Linked DNA regions of Hordeum vulgare: region 1 is linked to region 2. Evidence: chromatin contacts called from public Hi-C data. All regions are on one chromosome and are shown on one strand. The core of a region is the stretch at or near the end of the contact, and the rest is flanking DNA. Distances in the headings are between cores, read along the strand shown. Region 1 holds the start of LOC123448726 (cytochrome P450 714B3-like). Region 2 overlaps LOC123448725 (ABC transporter B family member 25, mitochondrial).

What was found. Hi-C and Micro-C count contacts between places; a contact is called where the count stands out from the background.
Region 1: a contact with region 2 is called in a Hi-C map of leaf, with 4 times the contacts expected there. The contact joins the promoter of LOC123448726 here to the enhancer-like site in region 2. A contact is called at or near these places in 4 of 6 Hi-C or Micro-C datasets (leaf and seedling).

The regions. Positions count from the first base shown.
Region 1 is chr4H:399,516,677-399,521,329 of MorexV3_pseudomolecules_assembly, reverse strand. LOC123448726 (cytochrome P450 714B3-like) reads right to left here and starts at 1,794. Exons shown (of 5, transcript XM_045125707.1): 1 at 1,307-1,794. The coding sequence starts at 1,616.
Region 2 is chr4H:398,758,267-398,762,711 of MorexV3_pseudomolecules_assembly, reverse strand. It overlaps LOC123448725 (ABC transporter B family member 25, mitochondrial), which reads left to right. Exons shown (of 21, transcript XR_006631923.1): 21 at 352-665. Among protein-coding and RNA genes, the nearest start is that of LOC123448723, 22 kb to the right of the region's middle. Within about 2 kb of position 1,666, at least 2 of the 3 cell types and tissues checked have open chromatin away from gene starts, as enhancers often do. A contact at or near this core is called in leaf, where this site is marked.

The DNA.
Region 1 (4,653 bases), core at 545-3,044, 760 kb before region 2:
TTTATTCATTCTGGGGGAGCTCGGATGCACATGCTGCTGCGTAACTACCTAGTACTGTAGGTGGCTAGCTCACGGCTATGTCCTTTGCATCACGCCAAAGCGAGAGGATAGGATCTACAGGGAGTTCACCGCCTTGACTCATTTCAGCTCTCTACAGTTACGTGGTTTTTTTTCCTGTTCTCAAATTAAAAAAATACAGTACTACTCCCTCCGTTCCTAAATATAAGTCTTTGAAAAGATTTCACTACAATCTACGTACGGACGTATTTAGACATATTTTAGAATGTACATTCATTCATTTTACTTCGTATGTAGTCACTTAGTGAAATCTTTAAAAAGACTTATATTTAGGTACGGAGGGAGTATAATACAACAGGTACTGCATGTCCTCTCCTGTTACATCATTCGGTTTTAGTAAGGTGGGTCCGAGAGATCAGTTAAATCGTGCAAGCTGATGGCGCCCAGCTCACCTAATACTATAGTACAACAGGTACTGTATTTATCTTTGCTATCCAACAGCGTCATGCAGCAACAGGAAAGGCCGAATTCCGAAATTCAGCAGCATGAGAGCTGCACACAACCACAAGCTTAGTCGACCTGTTAACGTTGCAACTTGTAGAAATAACTTAAGATCCACATCACGGTACTACCGAATGAATGACAGGTTGATTTATTTATTCAAGGAAACGATTTTTATTTAATACTCATACTGCTCGGCTGGAACCTCATCATTGCTAGGTCCCGAGAGAGATTGCACTTGGTGATGCCAGGTTTTGAAAATGGTAAACCTTTGTTTGTTGCTATATGGAGATGCATGAGTGCCTGACAATGGAATGAATCAATCATTCGGCTATATATATATATATATATATATATATATATATATATGTATGCATTAATGTATTTATTCTGTCTTAAAATAACTGTCTTAACTTTATACTAGAGTTAGTACAAAATTATATTAAACTTAAGACATTTATTTTGAAACGGAGAAAAAGTATGTGCTAATATATGGGCTGGGCTCTGTTATCCCTCAACAACAGAAAAAACTTTTATATAAGTTCCGTCTCCCTCTCTCTCTCTTCTTTGGGGGCGACGCTGCAAATTATTTGGTGGTGGATGCCAGACGGCCGGGCGACATACATGAGAGGTGCAAATATGGAGCGGACTTGGTTTTTAAATTTTAAGGGATATATTAAGAACTGGGCTGAAAAAAGGAGACCAAATATGTATGTAACAGGAAGAAGAAGATGCTTAAAGGGTGAACAAATAAACCATATGTAAGCTGATGGCCGGAGATGCATACCATGCTCTTTTCTCCATTTCTCGTAGAAGGGCAACACGGCTGGGCGGTAGTCGTGGACGATGCGCATGCGGCCGCCGGATCGGCGAGCCGACTTTGCGGCGGCGACCGCCTCCCTCATGTCGGCCATGTTGCCGTAAGGGAAAGACGGGCGCGGGCCGCCGATGCCCTGCCTCCTGAACCCCGCGAGAAGCCTCTGCGGCACCACCCACACGGTGTAGTAGAGGTAGAGCGCGAGGGAGCACGCCCCCACGCAGCATAGGCCTAGCAGCACCTTCATCACCATGCCCACCTCCATCTCCATGTCCATCATCTCTCTCTCTCTCTCTCTCTCTTTAAGTTGTCTAACAACTTGATCTCTCTGCACTTCTCTCTGTGTGAGGAGTGTCAGAGCGTGTGGGGGTGAAGAAGTTAGCTAGCTAGGCGGAGGTGGTACTGTGTTATATGGGGGAAACAAGTGGGGAAAGGTGGTAGAGTCCAAACGCCAACTATGGCATGGAACGTCTCCCCCGAAACGAAATCCATCACCAGCAGTGAGAGTGTGGGCCGGGCCCTTGCCTAATATCCAAAGTGTCTACTGCGTTTTCTCAATCTCAGCAACAAAAAAGTGTGTACTGCGTCCGTGTCTATCCCGCGTTTTATTTTCTTCACTTTTTATATTCTCCTCCTTTTTTTATCTGCGTTTTATTTTCTTCACTTTTTATATTCTCCTCCTTTTTTTATCTGCGGTGACGAATCGAAAATTTCTTAAACCCCATAAGACATCGATCCTAAAATTCGTTTTAGTTAGCAGAAAGTTGATTTTATGGGTCAAAGCGGGCTGCGGTCGAACAGACCCCGCGTAGCCGGGAACCCGGCTACGCAGGGTCTGCTCGGCCCGCAAAGCAAAAACTTCAGATCAACCAATTTAACAGCGATTTCGATGATTGAGTTCAAATTTAAACAATAAAACATAGTTTGCGCGTAAATAGAAGCATAGTTTTTTTTACGACAAACGTAAAAAGACTTCATGCAAAAGCAACGACCACATCCATCAACATCTTGGTCGCCTTTCATCCGTCGTCATGATTTTCACTCCGCACCACCGTCATCGATGCCATCGTCGCCTATGAGTTCATCACCGACACTTGTTTCAACTCCAACAACGAAAGCATAGCAGGGCACGCTGAAAAGCATCAACGACACTGGTTCCAACTCCTGATGGGAAAACATCACCGGCACCAAAACACCCACCGGGCGCCGCTACCATCCTCCTCTTCAAAACATCTCTCTTTGTCATACCATGCTATCCTTTCGTGATGTCGTTCATGTCATCGCGGCTCAGTGTCATAATCTTGTTCTCCTCGACAAGAAGCTTGACCATGGCTTTGGTCTCACAAGCAAAAACTCTTCTCTCCTTCATGACCGCCTTGGGCAACCCCTTTTCCTTGAGCAATTACCATTTTTTTTGCTTCTCTCGTGACGTCTTCTTCGCCAACTCTTTCTTTGCCTTCAATGTCTTCGTCAACATCAACTTGTTTGATTGCATCATGGTATCTATCTTGTCCCGCGATGGTGGGGGCGACATGGCCGAGGACGAGATCTGTCGGAAGGGATTGCGCTTGCGCGACAACCACAGTGACGTGGGATGCCTGGGAGGCTTTCATGACGACGAAGAATGACCGGGGAAGCTGGACCGGAGTGGGTGGAGGTGAGGCAATGACAGCGAAGGGGGTGGGAAGCGGGAACGGCCACGCGGAAACTTTTCTCGCGCCAAATCTCGCTGCGGATAGGGAACGAGCTCGGGTTGGCCTTCCACCCCGTGAATCTAAAGATTGAGAACGAACTTTTGTCGCGCCCCGCAATTTTTTTTACAGGTCGAGGCCTGATACGGGTCTGATCGAACAATTTTTTATACGTTGACCTGTATTTTAACGATTATTTTACGGATGAAGACATTATACGGAGTTTGTTAAAGATGCTCTTATTCAGACATGCATGCGGCCTCATTTCATGAAATAGTCCGGGCTACCTGAGCTAGGAGACAGCAGCTCTCAAATCTCTCAGTCTCCTTCAATCCTATCCAGCAAAGTCGGCAAAAAATAATTCTGATGCGTGACTCCACCCACCTCTCGGTGGAATGGTGGACTTCTTGGTGCGCGGCACCCCCTCTCCCCCTGCCCTGGCAAAGCTGAAATGCGGAATTTTCACCCGCATGCATTTACGATCACGCAAATGTCCCTCAACAACAAACTTTGTGAAATTCAGAATTTATCATCTACTCCATCCGTCCTAAAATTTTTGTCTTAAAATTATCTACAAATGAATATACCAAAATACTAAAACATGACTAGATACATTCATATCTACACACATTTAATACAAGAATTTTAGAACGGAGGGAGTACAACGGTGTAATGGTGTACGTGTTGAGAAATAATGGCTGTTCGAGCTGGGTTGCATTTGTCTGTTGAGCAACTAAGATTTTTTTTATGAGCTGGGTTTGTAAAACAATTACTCTTCTCCCATGCAATGAGTGCAAAAAGGAGAAGCCCATGTTTTTCTTCTTTTGTATGACCATGTTATTGACAGTTCAGTTATTCCAAAATCTTCATATATTCGGAACGTCAAGATTCCCCTTAAGTTAAAAATCTTTTTGTGGTTTGTCCATAAAGGAGTTGTTCTAACTAAGGATAACTTGGCCAAACGAAATTGGAAAGGAAATCGGAGATGTACCTTCTGTCAGACATATGAAACTATCAAGCACCTCTTTTTGGACTGCCCTATGGCTAAAATATTATGGCGCTCAATCCATATAGCTTTTAACATAACCCCGTCGACTAGCATTAACATGTTATTTGGGACATGGGTTGACGGGGTTAATATCTTGTTCGCTAAGTTAATTCGAGTTGGAACTTCTGCACTTTTATGGGCTATATGGAACTGCATAAATGATCTAGTTTTTAACAGACAACAATCTATTAACTTTTTGCAGGTCATCTTCAGGGCTACCGCATTGATCCGCATGTGGTCCTTACTCACTCCTATGGAAACCAGGGAGCCTTTGGTTACTGGGTGTGCCTGATGGGAGATGGTAGCTCATGCTATCTTCAGCCGATATGGATGGCGACATGTTGATAGAATAGGGAATTAGTCAACTACTCCTATCCAGATATTCGGCTTGGGCGTTCATCGACTTGTAATTTATTTTACCTTTACTTTTTCGACTTTGTAACTACTTCGGATCTTTTCAGTTATTAAATAAAATGACTGTATGCATCACTCGATGCAGAGGCCGGGGCGTAGCTTCCTTTTCGAAAAAAAAAATGTTTTTCTTCTTTGAGCACATCGAAAATGTATGGACGTTAGTC
Region 2 (4,445 bases), core at 417-2,916:
GCGGGGAAAATTTTCCATTTAAGGGAGAGCCGAGAGGCAAAAAGTTCTTTCAGAGCCATTCGACGATCCTAGCATATGTCCATGTGAATGTAACACTTTTCTTTTTGTTATATGGAATTAAGTAAATATTAGTAACCGGCGGTTCATGACCCTGGCAGGCAGCTTAATGTAGTACCCCCTCTGCAAACAAATATAAGATGTTTCAGATCACTACTATCTGAACTTCCAAAACGTCTTACATTCGTGGACAGAGGGAGTAGCATTCAAATGTTAATTTATTTCCATTATCATGGACGTGTAAGCCTTGCGTGTACCATTTACCCATTCTTGTTTAGTCTGATTTCATTGCAGTTATGGTAGATACCCAGCTGGACGGCATTGGAGCTTCTAATGGAGAACACACGAGACACGGAGTCTGTTATTTAGTTTTTGTTGCGCAGAAACTTATTCCCTTTTACGTTCTGCGGTTGTGGATGAGTATACGCTGTCCTATTTGAGCCAATCGAGTTAATGCCAGCAAAACTCTTTGATGTGGACAACGATGTGCCCCCATGCTAAATTGGAAGGATGCTTGGTAGCACTTTGATAATTTGCTTTGCACTTTGACAATTTGCCACTACTTGCATTGTACATATTTGATTTGATAATTTGACCCTCTTTGTTTACTTTGCACTTCGATCTTTTGCCCCCTGTTATAGATGGAACCCATGCAAAATCCTTAAATTACTCTTTGTACCCGATTGACCACGCAAGAGACGAACTCGATCCCATCTCTCTGCTCGCACACCTGTGAGGCCTTTCGCAGTGACGACCAGCACAAGGTGAGGCGGCAAGGGCGGTGGGGAACAACGATCGTCATCAAGGTGCAGCAGCAAGGGCGGTGAAGAGTAGCAAGGCAGCGGGCAACAAGGCGCAAATGTGGTGAACTGGTGCCCTTCTCCGCGCCGCTCGAGGAGCTCCGCGTGTAGGTACTCCCCCCACCGTCACTGCCAGCAGCTGCTGCTCGCCCAACATGCTCCTAGGCCGGAGCAAGTTGGGCAGGAGTGCGCAAGTTCATGACGACTTCATGTCTTCATGGCGGACCTGTGGCGTCCATAAGCTCGGACCCGAGCGAGGAAGAAGATGGGCGCCACAACCCCGGCCAGGGCGCGACGGAGCTACCAACCTAGGTGACGTAGCCCGTAACAATGCACGTGTGCCCGCTGTAGAAGATGCCGGCGTTGAGCCGACGTCCACCCGAAAAGCAGAGGACACAACGATGGCGATCTTGCCTTCTTCTTTGGCATAGAAACATGCGTCACCGCTGCTCATCCTAGGCACCCTTTCTTTTCCTCGACGGCCCGATCAAGGGCGTCACCGAGTTTCACACGCCGTGACTTTGGCTCGAGCTTTGAGACGGGTGGTGTGCACCTCCTCCTTTGCACACAGACACAGGCGGCGAACCACTCCGAGTAAATCTGCATGGAGCGAGGAGCGGCCAGCGCCTCCTCCTATGCTTCGGCAATCGGCAGCCACACGAGGGTTGCACATCTCCTCTCCCTTGGCAGCGACAGCCGTGCAAAATGACGATGGACGTATGACCACTTGATCTTGCGCGGAATGGTTGCCAACAGAAAGTGAATGGGCCAGGGTTTGTGTGTCGCCGGCCGGTCGGACATCAATGCAGGCAGGGGGAGCGGTGAGCCGGGCGGGGTTTTGGATGGTACCGAGGTGTCGAACGTCCCAGACTTCCCTAGAGCTCCCCTTATTTGGGATCAGATGTCTGGATAGATCGGTCATAATTTGAAGGACAGTACTCTGCGTTGGCGCGTCGGTTCAAATATTTCGGCCGGTTAACCTGGATCCATCTGATTTGCATGCGGTAGCCTTCAGATCTCCCCCTCCTCTTTTGTATCCCATCTTCAACCTTCCATACACGGAAGAAAGAGAGAAAGAGGAAAAGGAGGGCGTTGCCCCCTCACACGTCGCATCCCATGCCATGCCTCCTCATCTTCTCTCATCGCCGGTCATCCCTGGTCGCCACCCCCTCGCCGTCGATCGCGGTCATCGCCGGCGGTCCCAGCTCCGTCATGATGCATGTAGCAAAATATCGTTGAAGCTTTTTTTATTGAAACATTTTTCATATATCGTTGAAGTTTTTTTTGTCAATTTGCAACAATGCGAGCATAGTTCCGTCGTCGCGGGTTGCAACTCAGCTGTGATGGATGTAGCAAAACGTTATGCCGGTTGTAGCAAAATGAAACACTGATTGTAGAAAAAATCACGTCGTGTGCGATGTAGCAAAATGCGACGCCGGTGGTAGTAAAATGTTGTGTCGGGTGTAGTAAATTTAGATACCGGTTGAAGCATGTAGTAAATTAGGCCTTCGGCCATGGATGCAACTTCACTGACCATGCCTGTTGTAGCTCCGGTCACCATGGAGCAGTTGAGAGAGGGAAAAATCAAGGGGAGGACAATGGGTCGGTGGTAGGCTTCGAGGGTGCTTGCCGCGGAAGAAGACGGAGGCTCGCTGGAGGAGATCGCCGGGGCAAGATTTTCCATGACAACCGGGAGGTTGGAAAAAAAGAAAGGAGAAGGAATGAAGGATGCGGGGATGTGGAAAAAAATAATGTGGTGGGCCCTCCCGATTTAATTCGCTGTAGCAGAATGAGTGGACGAGACCGGTCGAAGTGTTCGTCCGGTGCGCTAGCTGAAAACATTTACCTAATTTAAATGGTTGCGTTGAAGGACTAAAGATGTATGGACCGTCTAGTCCGAACATGTATATACTAAAGGTTTGGGCATCCGCGTTGGAGATGCCCTTTAGGAAAGGTTATGAAAAAACAATATTATGGCATCTCCAACGTGGTTCCAAAGATGGATGCCCCTATATTTCAATGGACACACCGACACATCTGGTCAGACGGCTATCATCCAATGCTATATGTTAAACTTTTTTGTTGTTGATAAAAGCAGTTGTTCTGATGCATTTAGTATAGAAATATAAATCTAATCTATTATCACGATGGGCGGAACCCATGAAGACATCTCCTCATCAGACATATTTGAGTGGGCATCCTCAATGCCCATAGGAGGGTTGTGGTCGGAGCGTTGACTGGTGCAGTGGTTGTGATCTTGGCTTCTTTCGCATAGAAGTGGATGTCACGTCGTCACCGCTGTTCATCCTACCCACCTGTCTTCTGCCCAGCAGCCCGAATGAGGGCATCACGGGTTTAGCACACCGCAACTTAAAAAAAACGTAAAAAAAATAAAATTCCCTCCTATATTAATTAAGAAGAGAAGAATTTGCATGAATTACAACATTCCTATTCCAAAAATTAACTACCCTCGCAGCAATGATTGAACCCAACTTCTTTGCTCGAGCAGCCGCCCAAAGTGACACATCCTTCTTCAGATTATCTAGGAGAACCAAAAGCGATGCACTCTTCTATTAGAAGACGCGAGCATTTCACTAGTTTCAGATGGTTCAAGAGGCAAGCATAACAAGGGAGGCCATTGCTTTTCTATTAGGCATCAACGCGTCGGATAGCCCAATCCACCATTCCTCGGTGGACCGAAAGAGGTGTCAAGAAGAGGTGTCCATGTGATTTAGCTGCAGCCAAGCCTTGAGCATGCCCCAAAATGTGATCGTGAACCTACGTTTGAAGAGGAGGTGGTCAAGAGATTCCTGTACTTGTTGCTTGCATAGGGAGCAAAGTCCACTGTTTAGCCATCCCCGCTTTGTCAACCTATCTGCGGTCCAATGCCTGTTCTGTATGACCAACCACGCAAAACTTTTGACTTTAGGCGGTGCACAAGCCTTCCAAACCGTACCCAACATAGAGGACCGAATCAAGCCAAGGAACCGGGCCTTGTAGGCGGAGGTCGCCGAGTAGAGGCCACTGACTGTGTGTTTCCAAGTGATGTCGTCGTCAACTCCATCATGAAGCTGAAAATCACAAATGATAGTCCAGAGTTCAACAAACTCCCGGAAGTGCGCAAAAGTGAAGTTGGCTGAGGTGTTGATTTTAGTGATCGAGGCGTCATCCTTCAGGGCTTCACGAATCTTCCAGTTTTTCCTTCTAGAAGCCTGAAAGATTAATGGGGCAATGTCTTTTGGTTTTCGGACGTGCACCCACGGCGCATCCCAGAAAGACATGCACGCACCATCGCCAATAATAATGGTCGTCGAGGCATAGAAGAAGTCTCGATCAACCTCATCACATGAATTGCCCATCCCAACCCAAAGCTTATTTGGTTCCTTTCACTCAAACCGAAGCCATCGCAAACGCAATGCCCATGCAAATTTGTCTGTGTTGAGTACACCAAGCCCTCCATATTCAATCAGGAGACAAATCGTCTCCCAATTGACTTTGCTTTTGCCCCTCGTGGTTGTGACTTCACCCTCCCAAAGGAAGGCTCGCTCAAGCTTGTTGAGGTTTTGCAACGTGCCGACAGGGACACCG